Regions from separate parts of the Zea mays genome. Here all the other regions are linked to region 3. A link is a contact called in public Hi-C data. All regions are on one chromosome and are shown on one strand. Each heading gives the region's core, a stretch centred on a gene start, on an enhancer-like site or on the middle of the called end of the contact. The rest is flanking DNA. Distances are from core to core; before and after follow the strand shown.

Region 1 (3,883 bases), core at 851-3,350, 650 kb after region 3:
TGGAATTGCACAGGAGGTGACTGAACAGCATTTACTTGGTGCAATGGCACAAGGGCAACCTCATTTTCCCTATTCATGAAAACTGATGGAGCAGTACCTTCACTCTTTTGTGCAGAATCCTCATGTACTATCTGAAGTTTGGTCATTTCTTTCTGAGTTTCAGCAAGCTCCTGCTTTTCCTGAACAGCCTGCACAGATTTCTGAACCTGTCCATGAAAGTAGGTAAAATGTCATCATAGAGATGATGAGACCATATGTTACACATAACTTTATGTAAAAAATGTGCACACGATATCAGCAATCATGTTTATCTCACTAGTCTGCCACAATTTTAATATCTACATACAATAGGCATTGTTTGAAAATTTCATTCCATAAACCTTTAAAAAAAACCAGAAGCCAAGGTCCGCAGCCCCTAGGCCAACAAGGAAAAATCATAGCAAGACAGCATATGTTTTTCCTTTTTTTGGGGGGGGGGGGGGGGGGGGGGGGGAGCTTTACGAAACTTTCTTACAGCATCTAATCCCTCTATCCCTTAATAAATAGATTCCTAAAACAAAAAATTGTCTACAAATAAATCAGCCTCTAGGAGATCGAAGTCCCCTCGTATTTACTGCGCCTCCTTTCTCCATCTCCACCAATCCAACCTTGAGTTTGTGTAGTTTGTCTAACGATTCAACTGACAGATCATCCCATCATATTTCAGTTACATGATTTAGTTCGAAAACACTGCCCATTCATGACATATATTTTGTACTGTTCAGTCATAAACCAACACTTCGGCGAATTGCTACTTAAATAATAGTCTACAAGAAACAGGAGACCGAATCTAGTTACGGAAAATTTTGAAACCAAACATAAAGCGTTCAGGTTAATGGCGATGATACTTCGCAGCAGACAGTAGTGCTAGTGCCTAGTGCATCATGCAATGGAGCTGAAATAAAAACAGCAAAGTACTAAGATATTTCAATGCAAAAAATGATATACCTCTTTCACTTGCTTTTCAACGCACCGGAAGTTCAGATTTGCTTCGTTATGATAATCCATCACGTCACTTCGTAATTCTCCAATGGACCTTTCCAGTCTATAGCAGTATAACTCCAACTGTGACAACCTACCGCTGATAACGTCCAGTGAATTCAACAGGTTATCTGCTTGTTTCTTCATGCAGCTTTCTATAGCGTGTGTTACGATTTCTTTAGAGATCTTCTCTTGCTCATGGAAATTAACAAATGACATCAACAGCCTGTTCTCCTGGAAATCCTGATTCATTGGGATAACAGACATATTAGACCACATAGGATGAACATAACAGTTCAGCATATAAGATGAACAATCTCTCCTGTGTCTAGTTACAGAGAACAGAAACACAACAACTTCACGTATCACTGCATCAGGCGCCTAAGGAAAAATCTCCTAATTGGCATGCTACCCTAGTTGTAGCAAGAGCCCCACGAATTTGTATAAAAAAGTCGGCCGATACAAACGAGAAACCTCAACTGGCTAACTCGTCCACTCCTTTGACTCCAACGGGCCAGAATAACCAGGAAAAGAAAAGGCAGAACCCAAACCCTAGGCTTCAAAAGCGGCCAACGAAGATCCATATCCGCAGTCACACGCAACGCAGACGATAACCCCGCAACCGTTGGCACAAACCAGAACAAGGCAGCACGGTGCACCCCCATCCCCGGCAACGAGCAATGAACGAACCGGCCGCTCCTGTCAACGCACCCACGCGTCAGGCGCGGAGATCTCGCGCGGGTAGATCGAAAGGCGGGCGGGCGGGCTCGTACCTTGTGCCGGAGCGCCTGGTCGAAGGAGCAGCGCTTGGGGTCGGGCGAGAGGCCGAAGGCGCCGGAGACGGACGCGGCGACGGGCCGGGCCGGGGACGCCATGCTACGGGTCGGCGGCGGTCGGCGGCTGCGCTAGGGTTTCCTCAGGGGGGAGGCTCTGCGGTGGTCAGAGGATTCGAACGGGAAGGGGAGGGAAGCGACGACGAAAGGGAGGACTGGAGGAGGAGGCGTGGGCGAGGAGCGGAAGCCAAGAGAAAAGAAGAGTAAAAGCTAAAGTAGCGTTCGAAAAAAGCGGTGCAAAGAGCCACCACCCCCACCCCACCCCCGCCGGCCGCCGTATTTATTCCGCGCCCGCATCGACAATGCAGTGCAGTCGTCCCGCCGCGAGCGGTGGAGCCGTGGTTGAGGGGAAAGCGAAAAGCACGGCGCCGCGGTCACGCGACGCGACCCGAGCGAGGGCGCCTGCGTGCGCGCCTGCCTCCTGCCCGTTGCGGTTGGTCAGGTCCTGGACCGTGCGCGTTGCCGTGCAGTGGAGCCGCTCGTGATCCGCGCGGGTCAATGCCACTTGCCACGCGCCTGGTTTTATTGCACCGCACGCGTGTTTCACGACTTGCAGCGATCGTGTTTCACGACTTGCGTGGACACGGCGCCCATCACCGTGTCCTAATCCTAATCCCGCGCGACACTGTAGATCGTACTGCCAGTGCAACTGGATCCTCGGGAAGACGTGCAGTCATACTTTATTCTAGAATGCAATTATTTGTGCGACACCGAAATGTATACTCGTTTGTTAAGGATAATCCAGCCTACGACGACGGCTACAATTGTGTGGATCTTCTAGAGCGTTCACCGTTTTACGTTCTTGACTCCGGCAGCTAGCTGCTGCGTGGATCTGACCTGCACTGTTTTTAGGGACGACGACGCGTTCAAAATAGACGGGCAGGTTTGGCTCGACCAATCGACAAGTCAATGGTATCTTGCTTACCAAAACCTACCCAACTTGGCAACTTGGGTCTTGGGTTGAGTCTCATACATATATGGATGGACTAGCACTAGCCTAAAGATACACTGCTGCACGTCCACGTTTCATCTAGAGCGACACATATTTTTTTTCTTTTTGGTCATAGGCCGGCCTTTTCCAAACCCCGGACGTTGATCTCCCGCCCGAAAGCTGCGGCTGCGAGCGTGCCCACGGAGCCGAAATGTACTGGCTCGGCTCGAAGCTCTGAGCTGCGGATAGGCACGGGGGTGAAGCGAATCTGGAGGTGAGCTGTCACGCTGACTTGGATTCGGGGGTTGGCTGCCGGCTGGTGACGTCCCCTCCCTGCCCTGCCACACAAAAACCTGGTGGTCTGTGCTGCGCGGCGCGGGGGCGTGGGATGTGGCTGGCGACGTCCCGGTGATCCCTTTCGCCGGGCCGGCGTTGCGGGGCGGGGCGGGCCACAGTGCCGCATGCTGCCACCGCCCACCGGGAGCAGGCGAATCCATGCACGAAATTTGGGTTCTGACCCGATCTTTGTGCTCTCAACAATTACAACTTGGCCACCAGACCAGCCCACCATGGCTTACGACTTGTTAACTTTGTGGTGGGTACTGGGTAGTCCAGTCAGCGAAGTTGGCCGACGGTGTACGATGGATGGCCAACATGGGCTACGCCGATTGAGGCCCATCAACACGGGAGTGGGCTACGGCCTGTTTGACGTCGCACCACGGTCCACGACAACCTCGTCGTATTCCGATTCGGTCGGCGCGACTCCTCAACTGAAACTGTGTCATTGTCTGTCAGTGCTCGCCGCGCGGATCTAGGGGGAGGGGGGCCGTGCCCGGCGCGGACGCCGGGATGCCGATCTGCGCGCCGTCGTCCGACTCCTCGGCCTCGGCCTCGTCGGGCTTGGGCGCCCGCGTCTGGGTGCTCCACGGGCTAGCGCTCGGCGCGGCGGCCGCGGCCGCTGCCGTTGCGTACCTGTACCGGCGGCCGACCGGGTTCCGCAGCCGCGCGGTGGGGATCATACCCGCGCGCTTCGCCTCCACGCGCTTCGAGGGCAAGCCGCTCGTTCCCATCCTCGGCAAGCCCATGATCCAGGTCCGTC
Region 2 (3,834 bases), core at 865-3,364, 620 kb before region 3:
TTCGGCTCGTCTTCCTTCTTTATCCAGATTTGGTGGTAGCCTGAGTAACAATCTAGTAGACTCATGAGCTCTGACGAAGCTGCTGCATCTACTAGAGAATCTATTCTTGACAATGGGAACTCATCCTTTGGACAAGCCTTGTTAAGATCTGTAAAATCAATGCGCATTCTCCATTTACCGTTGGCCTTCTTCACCATAACAGTGTTGGCTAGCCACTCTGGGTATTTCACCTCTCTGATAACGCCAGCACTAAGAAGCCTCTTCACTTCGTTCCGAGCACCTTCAGCTTTGTCGTCAGACATTTTCCGAAGCCTTTGTTTTCTTGGCCGAAAAGATGGATCCACATTGAGTGAATGCTCAATAACATCTCTGTTGACACCGCAAAGATAATTGGCTGACGAAGTGAAAACATCTTTGTTGTTGAATAGAAATCTTAGCAAATTCTTCTCCTGCTCTTCAGATAACTGAGACCCCAGTAGTACCTTTTGTTCTGCTATATCTTCACATAGAAGCATGGGCTTCGGCTGATCTGCCGAAGCAGCCTTTTCTCTCTTGTATCTGTACTGCTCACAAGCTTCGACTCCATCTATATTATGGATTGCCTTTGAATCTGTCCAGTTTCCTTCGGCCTTTCTGGCAGCTTCTTGACTCCCATGAACAGCAATGGGCCCTTGTTCCGAAGGTATCTTCATGCACAGATATGCTGGATAAAGTATTGCTTCGAAAGCATTAAGTGTGCCTCGACCAATGATTGCATTATAGGGGTACTCCATGTCGACAATGTCAAAGATAACCTGCTCAGTCCTTGTGTTACGAACAAAGCCGAAGGTTACTGGCATTGTGATTTTGCCAAGCGCTGCAATTTGCCTTCCTCCGAAGCCACATAGAGGATGTGTAGCATCATGAATCTTATCCTCTGGTTCTTGCATCTGTCTGAAGGCTTTGGCAAATATGATATCCGCTGCACTGTCTGTATCAACCAGAACATTATGGACCAGAAAACCCTTGATGACACAAGATATGACCATAGCATCATTATGGGGGTAATCTTTGAGCTGAAGGTCCTCTTGGGAGAAGGTGATTGGGATGTGGGACCATTTTGACTTGATGAAGGGTCCCTGCACCCCAACATGTTGTACCCTTCTCTGTGCTTCCTTCTTCTGCTTCTTGTTAGCCGGCTCTGAACCTGAGCCGCCTGTTATCGGAAGCACCAGCTTCGTAGCCGAAGATGCTTCGGCTTGGTTGCTGAACGAAGCCATCAGCTCAAAAGTGGAAGTGAGTTCACCGGAGGGGGCGCCAATGTTGTTGGGGACTTGTTCTCAAATGCTATGAACTAAGAACAAGACAACACAAAAGTAGATTAATGGTTAATGTCCTTTGTCCTTCGAAGCATTATTTTCCTAAGGATATAACGATCTTCGGACGAAGTTTATGAAGGACGTGCCTTCACCATCACAGCATATATCAATGAAAGATGAAGCCTATGAAACATGAAAAATAACATGGATAATCATATGACATTATAATATATTTCTTATTATACAATCATGAACGAATAAGAATAACATAAGGTTACATTTGTACCTTCGGCTTGACAGAAGGTATGAGAACAAACGTAACGCACAAGCGAGTACAAATCAGCGTGAATAGTACGGGGGTAATGTTCATCTATTTATAAGCACAGGGCGCAGCCTGTGTGAAATTACATTTACACCCTTTACAATCGATTACAATCATGACACAAACTATCATGGGTCAATCTGTCTTTTCATCTTTAAGTCGGTGCAACCCTTCATCTCAAGGCATATCGTTATGCCGAAGTTCCCTGAAAGGTAGCTTCGGCGTTATTTCTGTGCTGATCTTCCGAATGTGTTTTTTTTACAGGACCTTCGGCTATGAAGCAGACCCCAACACAATATTTTGCACTGCATACAAAGTTTTAGAAAATGGTTTTAGACAATAATTAGAGACCGTAATATAGAACATGGTTTTAAAAAATGCCTAGGTGGATTTAGGACCAGATAGCCGTGCTAGACCCGAGACATACAGGTCAGTTGGAAACATGGTATTAAAATGAACTCGTCTCTAGCATTGATCCAAGAAAAAAAAAACACGCACCCGCGTCCGCGTGCTCTCTGCCCCCTGCCCCCCTCCCATCTGCGCCGCCCTCCTCATCCACCGCCCGTCCCGCCGCCGCCAGCCCAAGGCCAGGCATCCGCCAGCCTCTCGCACCACGCGTATCGCGTGCCCGCCCGACCGGCTCGTGGCGATGGCGTACCGGGCGGACGACGACTACGACTACCTATTCAAGGTGGTGCTCATCGGGGACTCCGGCGTCGGCAAGTCCAACCTGCTCTCGCGCTTCACGCGCAACGAGTTCAGCCTCGAGTCCAAGTCCACCATCGGCGTCGAGTTCGCCACCCGCAGCATCCACGTCGACGACAAGGTCGTCAAGGCCCAGATCTGGGACACCGCCGGTCAGGAAAGGTACGACCCCCAATCCCCCATCCCCCAGATCCACCTGTGCTCTGCGAGGCGCGTCGACCCCTTTATTTCCCGGTATCTCATCTCTGATCGAGTCCACTCGTTACCGACTGCCATGTCTGCGTCCTAGTATGGATTTCTGTAGCTTAGTTTGGTCGGTGCCCCCTCTTAACCTAATTGCTGTTGGCCTGGTCCATTGCACATGGACGCAAATTAACTGCCTCGATCACCATTAGAAGAAAAAATGGAAAGAATCTGCGCTCGTTCAATTCAATTCACATCGTCCGTGATCGCACGTGCCGTCTTCAATCTGCCACATTCCTAGCAACCAGAAACACGCTGTTGAGATCGTGCAGGTGTCAGGTTGTTTCGCTAGATATGAAATTATGGTTGTTGAGGACTTGAGGTAGTGGATAGAAATCATAGCCATAGCCCTGTGCTGAACTGTTCGATTGATCAACGGTCTATAGAGACAAAATAAAAATACTGTAGAAAAAGTAGAAGCCCGTGGATTAAAGCCACTTAAAACATTGCCACTCATTGTTATAATTGTCACTGTGTTTATGAATTGTGTGTCCATCCAGAGTGATTGACTGCTAGCTGTGTGATATAGGAGTACCATTGTTCATGTGGCTTCTGCTGTTCAACTCTTTTCTGCACCTCAGCTAACTAATCGTTTGGTCGGTCAATGCTTCTGCAGGTACCGTGCTATCACGAGCGCGTACTACCGCGGAGCAGTAGGGGCGCTCGTCGTCTACGACGTCACGCGGCACGTCACCTTCGAGAACGTGGAGAGGTGGATGAGGGAGCTCAGGGACCACACGGACGCCAACATCGTGATCATGCTGGTTGGGAACAAGGCGGACCTGCGCCACCTCAGGGCTGTCCCGACCGAGGACGCCAAGGCCTTTGCCGAGAGGGAGAACGCCTTCTTCATGGAGACGTCGGCCCTGGAGGCGATGAACGTGGAGGGCGCCTTCACCGAGGTGCTCACCCAGATCTACCACGTCGTGAGCAAGAAGGCCCTCGACATCGGCGATGACCCCGCAGCGCCTCCCAGGGGCCAGACCATCAGTGTCGGCGGCAAGGACGATGTGTCCGCAGTGAAGAAGTCTGCCTGCTGTTCGTCTTAGCTTGGAAGGGGGTAGGACATGTACTTGGGTTGGTTGGTTACTTGTGCAGTAGAGAGCGCAGGACGTTATTTGCAGTCATGGTCCTTGAGCTGTATTCATGTGTTACCAGCTGTCTCGTTGATTTTTGCCATTTGATACATTTAATTCATTCAGGAATTCAGCCTGCGGGTATAGCTTAGGGACATGGAAGTGTGCGGCTATCGTATTTTTTTCATAT
Region 3 (4,435 bases), core at 306-2,805:
TGATGCAGCAAAAGGGAAGATGTGTGGTGTCCAACGCACTGCTACCACACATGTCTGTCCGATCTCTTGCACTGTCTGCACTTCCCTGTTCTCTTTTCACTGCAAGAAAATGCTTGGAACACAAGCGACTGCGACACGGCTACAGCAAGCAACCAGCTAGTATGTTAAGCGTATAGTACGCTCGGATTAAACAAACAAAAGCAGGTCCAGATCTCGGAGGCCAAAGATCCATCCAGTGAAAGAGGAAGCACTACTTGTGTACATCACATTAGGTTACAAATACAAATCACCAATAGAAATCCGCCGAAAGGAAAAGGGGAGAGAAAGGAAGGGGAAGAAAGAATTAATAAAGCCACAAATGCATGGATGGGTACATGGATGGATGGGGCACACCAACTCTATGATCGTATCGACCGTGCGACATTGTATGGCAATGCACGGCGCGCGGCGCAGGAGCGATCGATCGCCACCGCAGTAGCGCCGCGCCGTGTGATCTCAAATCTGAACGATGGTGACTGACTCTATCCTCCCTCTCCCCATCAGAAGAGGCCGGCGCCGAGGGCAGCAGCGGCGAGCGCCGAGAGCGCGGCGGCGGCCCAGCTGCCGGCGGCGCCGGGCGTGGCGGCCGCCTTCTGGTCGTCGGAGGCGGAGGTGTCGTCGTCGGCCGTGGGCGGCTCGGCGATGCCGGCGGCCTTCTTCTTCTTCTTGGTCTTGGACTTGGCGGGTGCCGGGGCCGGCGCGGGCGCCGGGGTGGGCGGCTTGGGCCCGAACAGCTCGTAGGGGAGCGGCACCTTGTCGACGGGGTAGATGGCGAGCGGGAAGTCCTTGCTGACGGGGCTGCCCAGCAGCATCCAGTTGACGCCCGTGGACACGTTGACGTTGTTGCCCGACCGCTTGATGTCGTACCTGTAGGGCCCGTCGTGGCCGGAGCCCTGCGTGTTGACCTTGCCGTCGAGGGTGCCGAGCATGGAGAGGCTGTAGAAGCGGGGCAGCACGCAGTAGAGGACGAGCTGGATCTGGTCCTGCGGCGACAGCCCGTTGAGCACGCCGGCCTTCATCTTGTCGAAGGCGGCGTTGGTGGGCGCCATGATGGTCAGCCCGTTGTAGCTGTCCGTCAGCTGCGCGTTGATCTGCGTGTCCACGCGCGTGTCGTGCAGCAGCTGCTTGAACTCGCTGAACTGGTCGTCCTTGAGCGCCTTGTTCACGTCTGTGGGAGGGGCCGCGTCCGCCGCGCCCGCGCCGGACGACGACGACGCCGCCGGCCCTGGCGCCGCCTTCGCCGCCGCCGGAGCCTTCGGGGCGGCCTTTTGAGCTGCGCTCAGCAGCGGTGACGCCGCCGCCAGGAGCACCAGGAGGGTGGCGAGGCGAGGCGTGCTGGTGGTGGCCATGCTGCTGCTGCTGCTGCTAGCTGGTGGCGTTGGATCTGATGGAGCCTACACTGCCTGCCCTGCTCTGCCTGCCTGTTCAATACACCTATTATAGCTGCGGTTGGTGGCGACGCCTTGCAGTTGCAGCCAGCCAGCGCGCGTCCAGAGTGTGCGTGCGTGTTTGCGCGGGGAGCACCGGCACCGGCACGTTCGAGCCTGGCTGGCCCTTATAGGGCGAACTTTGCGACCGTGGCAAGTCAGGTGTCACGGCACCCCAACCAGCGCTCTTCTCTCTTTACGTGCGCCGCGATGTGATCCTCCAACCACCGGACCGGAGCTTCAGCTCAGCAAGCTACCATGACAGCACGTTGGTAGCGCCATACAGGTAGGCGTGCCTGTACTCTGCTCGTATGCGTATGCACGATTGCACGTACGTACTTGCGGGCTGCCGCATGTGGCGTCGAGTCAGGCTTGCCAACTTGCCAGAGAGTGATGTCCTACCTGCAATGGCACTGCAACTGCAACGCAAAAAGGGAGCCCCAAATATCTCCTTTTCCCTTCTTTTTTTCGTTTTTCCTTTCTCTACATCGATACAGTGCAAGATGTTTCTTTGGATCTGTGTACAGCCTGGCCTGGCCTCTCATCTGTATGTATGCCGTGCATATGGTGGCCGCGACAGTTCTGTCGGCTGGGACTGGGAGTTTCTGTATATTCATCAGCTAGCGCGGGGAAAGACAAACAAAGTGGCTGCTTGACAGCTATGCAGTGCTGCATCATGTACGTATGCTGATTTGTCTGTACTAATAATAAAAAGAAAAGAAAAGAATAATATGGTAATCATGCTGTGTTTGAGAGGCAACTGGGCAAAGACGAATCCCACCGACAGTCTACGCCCCTGCTTTCTTCTTCTAATGCAAGCTGCGTGTCAGCTTCAGACCACAGCTGTAAATGCAGTGACAGCGTCTGCGCAACGCGGCCACGACGACGTGCGCACTGAAAACCCGTCCGGCGTGTATATACGATGCAAACAGCAGCCCCCTCCTGAATTACACTGAATTCTTACTAGAGGTCTGAATTCTTACAGTGAAAATCTTATTGAACGCTGCTGTGCAGATCTGCTGGGTTTCCCTGAACCAACCGCCGCGGAAATTGGTGGGCGGTGGCTACGCCAGTGCGTATTTGCGTCTGCAGCGGCGTGGAAAATGCGAGGGGGGCGGTCATAGAAAGCAGCGGTGGAGTGGAAGTAGGCAGAGACGAAGGCGCGCGAGGGAGATACCGGCGACGGCGATGCGGCAGCGGCCGGAGAAGGACCGCCGATCAGCAAGGCCCGCTCAATCGACAGTCCCGTTCGTCTTCGGCGACACGCCAAGCAGAAGCTGCCAAGTACAGTGGACAATTGGACATGGTGTTCTCAAGCCCTCGACAGCACATAATATAATAACTCTAAAAAGGAAATCTGAAGCTGCCAAGTACAGTGGACAATTGGACATGGTGTCATGGGAAATCTCTGGTTTGAGTTGAGACTTTCAGAAGTGTGGTGGATTCGACGAGAGCTGGGTAATTAAAGTCCATCGCCGAGTGATCGGATCGGGATTTGGCCCCTGCAGATCTCGCCATGTGCGTATGACTACTGAGCGTACGCGAGCGAGACACTGGACGGACGCTGCGTGCGAGAAAAAAATAACGTCGGCCGGCGACAGGTGAGCACTGAGGCACCCGTCGCCACTTGAACAACAAGCTTGAGCTGAGGCCGGGAGAAGAGATCGAAGAAAACCGACGGCTCAACGAGAGCTGCTCGGCGTTGGCGACCACACGCTGACGGACATGCCATCGCTCTCACAGTCTCACCTCGCCCGGGTTCAATCACACGCTACGCTCCAGCAGCAGCACCAGCACCACCAAACCCACCGTCACTTGCGGCCGCAAGCACTATCACGCGAACCGCACAAGTTAAATGAAGCTTCGTGGCTCTGGGTCTGGACAGGGCTGCGCTGAGTGCGGGCTCTTCCTGGGCCTGTTTGGGCTCTGGGGCCGGGCTAAGCATGCATTTTCCAGTCACATGGCCTGCTAAATCACTGAATTGTAAGAGGGCCCCGGGGTGGAGCCGCTGCAAGATGGGACTTTTGAAATTTTAAAAACGCACACTGAACTGAAACAACGCTGAAGCAAACGGAGCACTACTGATTCTGCTAACAAAAGAAGAGAAAAAATTACTAATTCTAGCCATGCACGGTCAGACTCGAGACCACTCATGAGAAGAAAAGATGCATGGAGAAATTAACAGCTGGCTTCATCAACATTCAGGGACAGATCCAGGTTACTAGAACTCCAGAAGAGAAACAAACCGCAAGAAGACGAGCTCTTTTGTGCTCGACAAGCACGAACCATGTTTACATTCTCACAACAGGGACAGGAAGGAGGCCGCGGCGGCCAGGAACAGCAGAGCGGGCAGCGAGCTCCATCCGGCGGTCCTGCTGGCGCCGCGCGCGGCCGCGCCGGAGGGCGGCGCGTCAGCCGAGCCGGCGGCGGGCGCCTCGGCGACGGACCCGCCCTTGGCCGGCTTCCTGGCGGCGGGCGGCGCGGACGCCGGGGGCTTGACGCCGAACAGGTCGTTGGCCAGCAGCACCTGGTCGACGGAGTAGACGGCGAGGGGCTGCTGCGCGCGCAGGGCCTGGCCGACGCGGGTGGCGACGAGGCCCGTGGACACGTTGGCCTGGCCGCTGCTGTCGGCGGTGATGTTGAGCGTGTAGGGCCCGTCGGAGCCCGACGCCTGCGTACGCACGGGGTTGCTGGCGGTCTCGAAGGAGTCGAGCGAGTAGAACTGCGGCAGGACGTGGTACTGCACCAGCGACACCTGCTCCTGCTGCGACAGCTTGTTCAGCGTGCCGGGCTTGAGGCTGGAGAAGGCGCTGTCGGTGGGCGCGAACACCGTGTACCCGCTGCCGAACGAGTTGTTCAGCTGGCCGTTCAGCTGCGTGTCCTGCTGCGTCGACTTCATCAGCCGCATGAACGTCGTGTACTGCCCGCCCTTCTCCAGGATCGCCGTAACGTTCGGCGGGCCCTTGTTG

The links. A called contact is a pair of places that touch in the nucleus more often than the background predicts.
Region 1: a Hi-C map of endosperm shows a contact between it and region 3, with 6 times the contacts expected there. The contact joins the promoter of LOC100274598 here to the promoter of LOC100283035 in region 3. A contact is called at or near these places in 5 of 25 Hi-C or Micro-C datasets (bundle sheath, endosperm, leaf and 2 more).
Region 2: a contact with region 3 is called in a Hi-C map of endosperm, with 4 times the contacts expected there. The contact joins the promoter of LOC100272710 here to the promoter of LOC100283035 in region 3. A contact is called at or near these places in 2 of 25 Hi-C or Micro-C datasets (bundle sheath and endosperm).

The regions. Positions count from the first base shown.
Region 1 is chr8:70,201,844-70,205,726 of Zm-B73-REFERENCE-NAM-5.0, reverse strand. It overlaps LOC100274598 (putative DUF1421 domain family protein), which reads right to left and starts at 2,100. Exons shown (of 3, transcript NM_001148950.1): 1 at 1,794-2,100; 2 at 988-1,263; 3 at 1-206. The coding sequence starts at 1,895. It overlaps LOC542667 (CMP-KDO synthetase 1), which reads left to right and starts at 3,574. Exons shown (of 8, transcript NM_001112187.1): 1 at 3,574-3,876. The coding sequence starts at 3,634.
Region 2 is chr8:71,472,876-71,476,709 of Zm-B73-REFERENCE-NAM-5.0, reverse strand. LOC100272710 (Ras-related protein RABA1f) reads left to right here and starts at 2,114. Exons shown (of 2, transcript NM_001147163.1): 1 at 2,114-2,487; 2 at 3,185-3,834. The coding sequence starts at 2,270. The coding sequence ends at 3,617.
Region 3 is chr8:70,849,266-70,853,700 of Zm-B73-REFERENCE-NAM-5.0, reverse strand. It overlaps LOC100283035, which reads right to left and starts at 1,555. Exons shown (of 1, transcript NM_001155937.2): 1 at 1-1,555. The coding sequence starts at 1,388. The coding sequence ends at 540. It overlaps LOC109941448 (fasciclin-like arabinogalactan protein 9), which reads right to left. Exons shown (of 1, transcript XM_020542414.3): 1 at 3,467-4,435. The coding sequence ends at 3,766.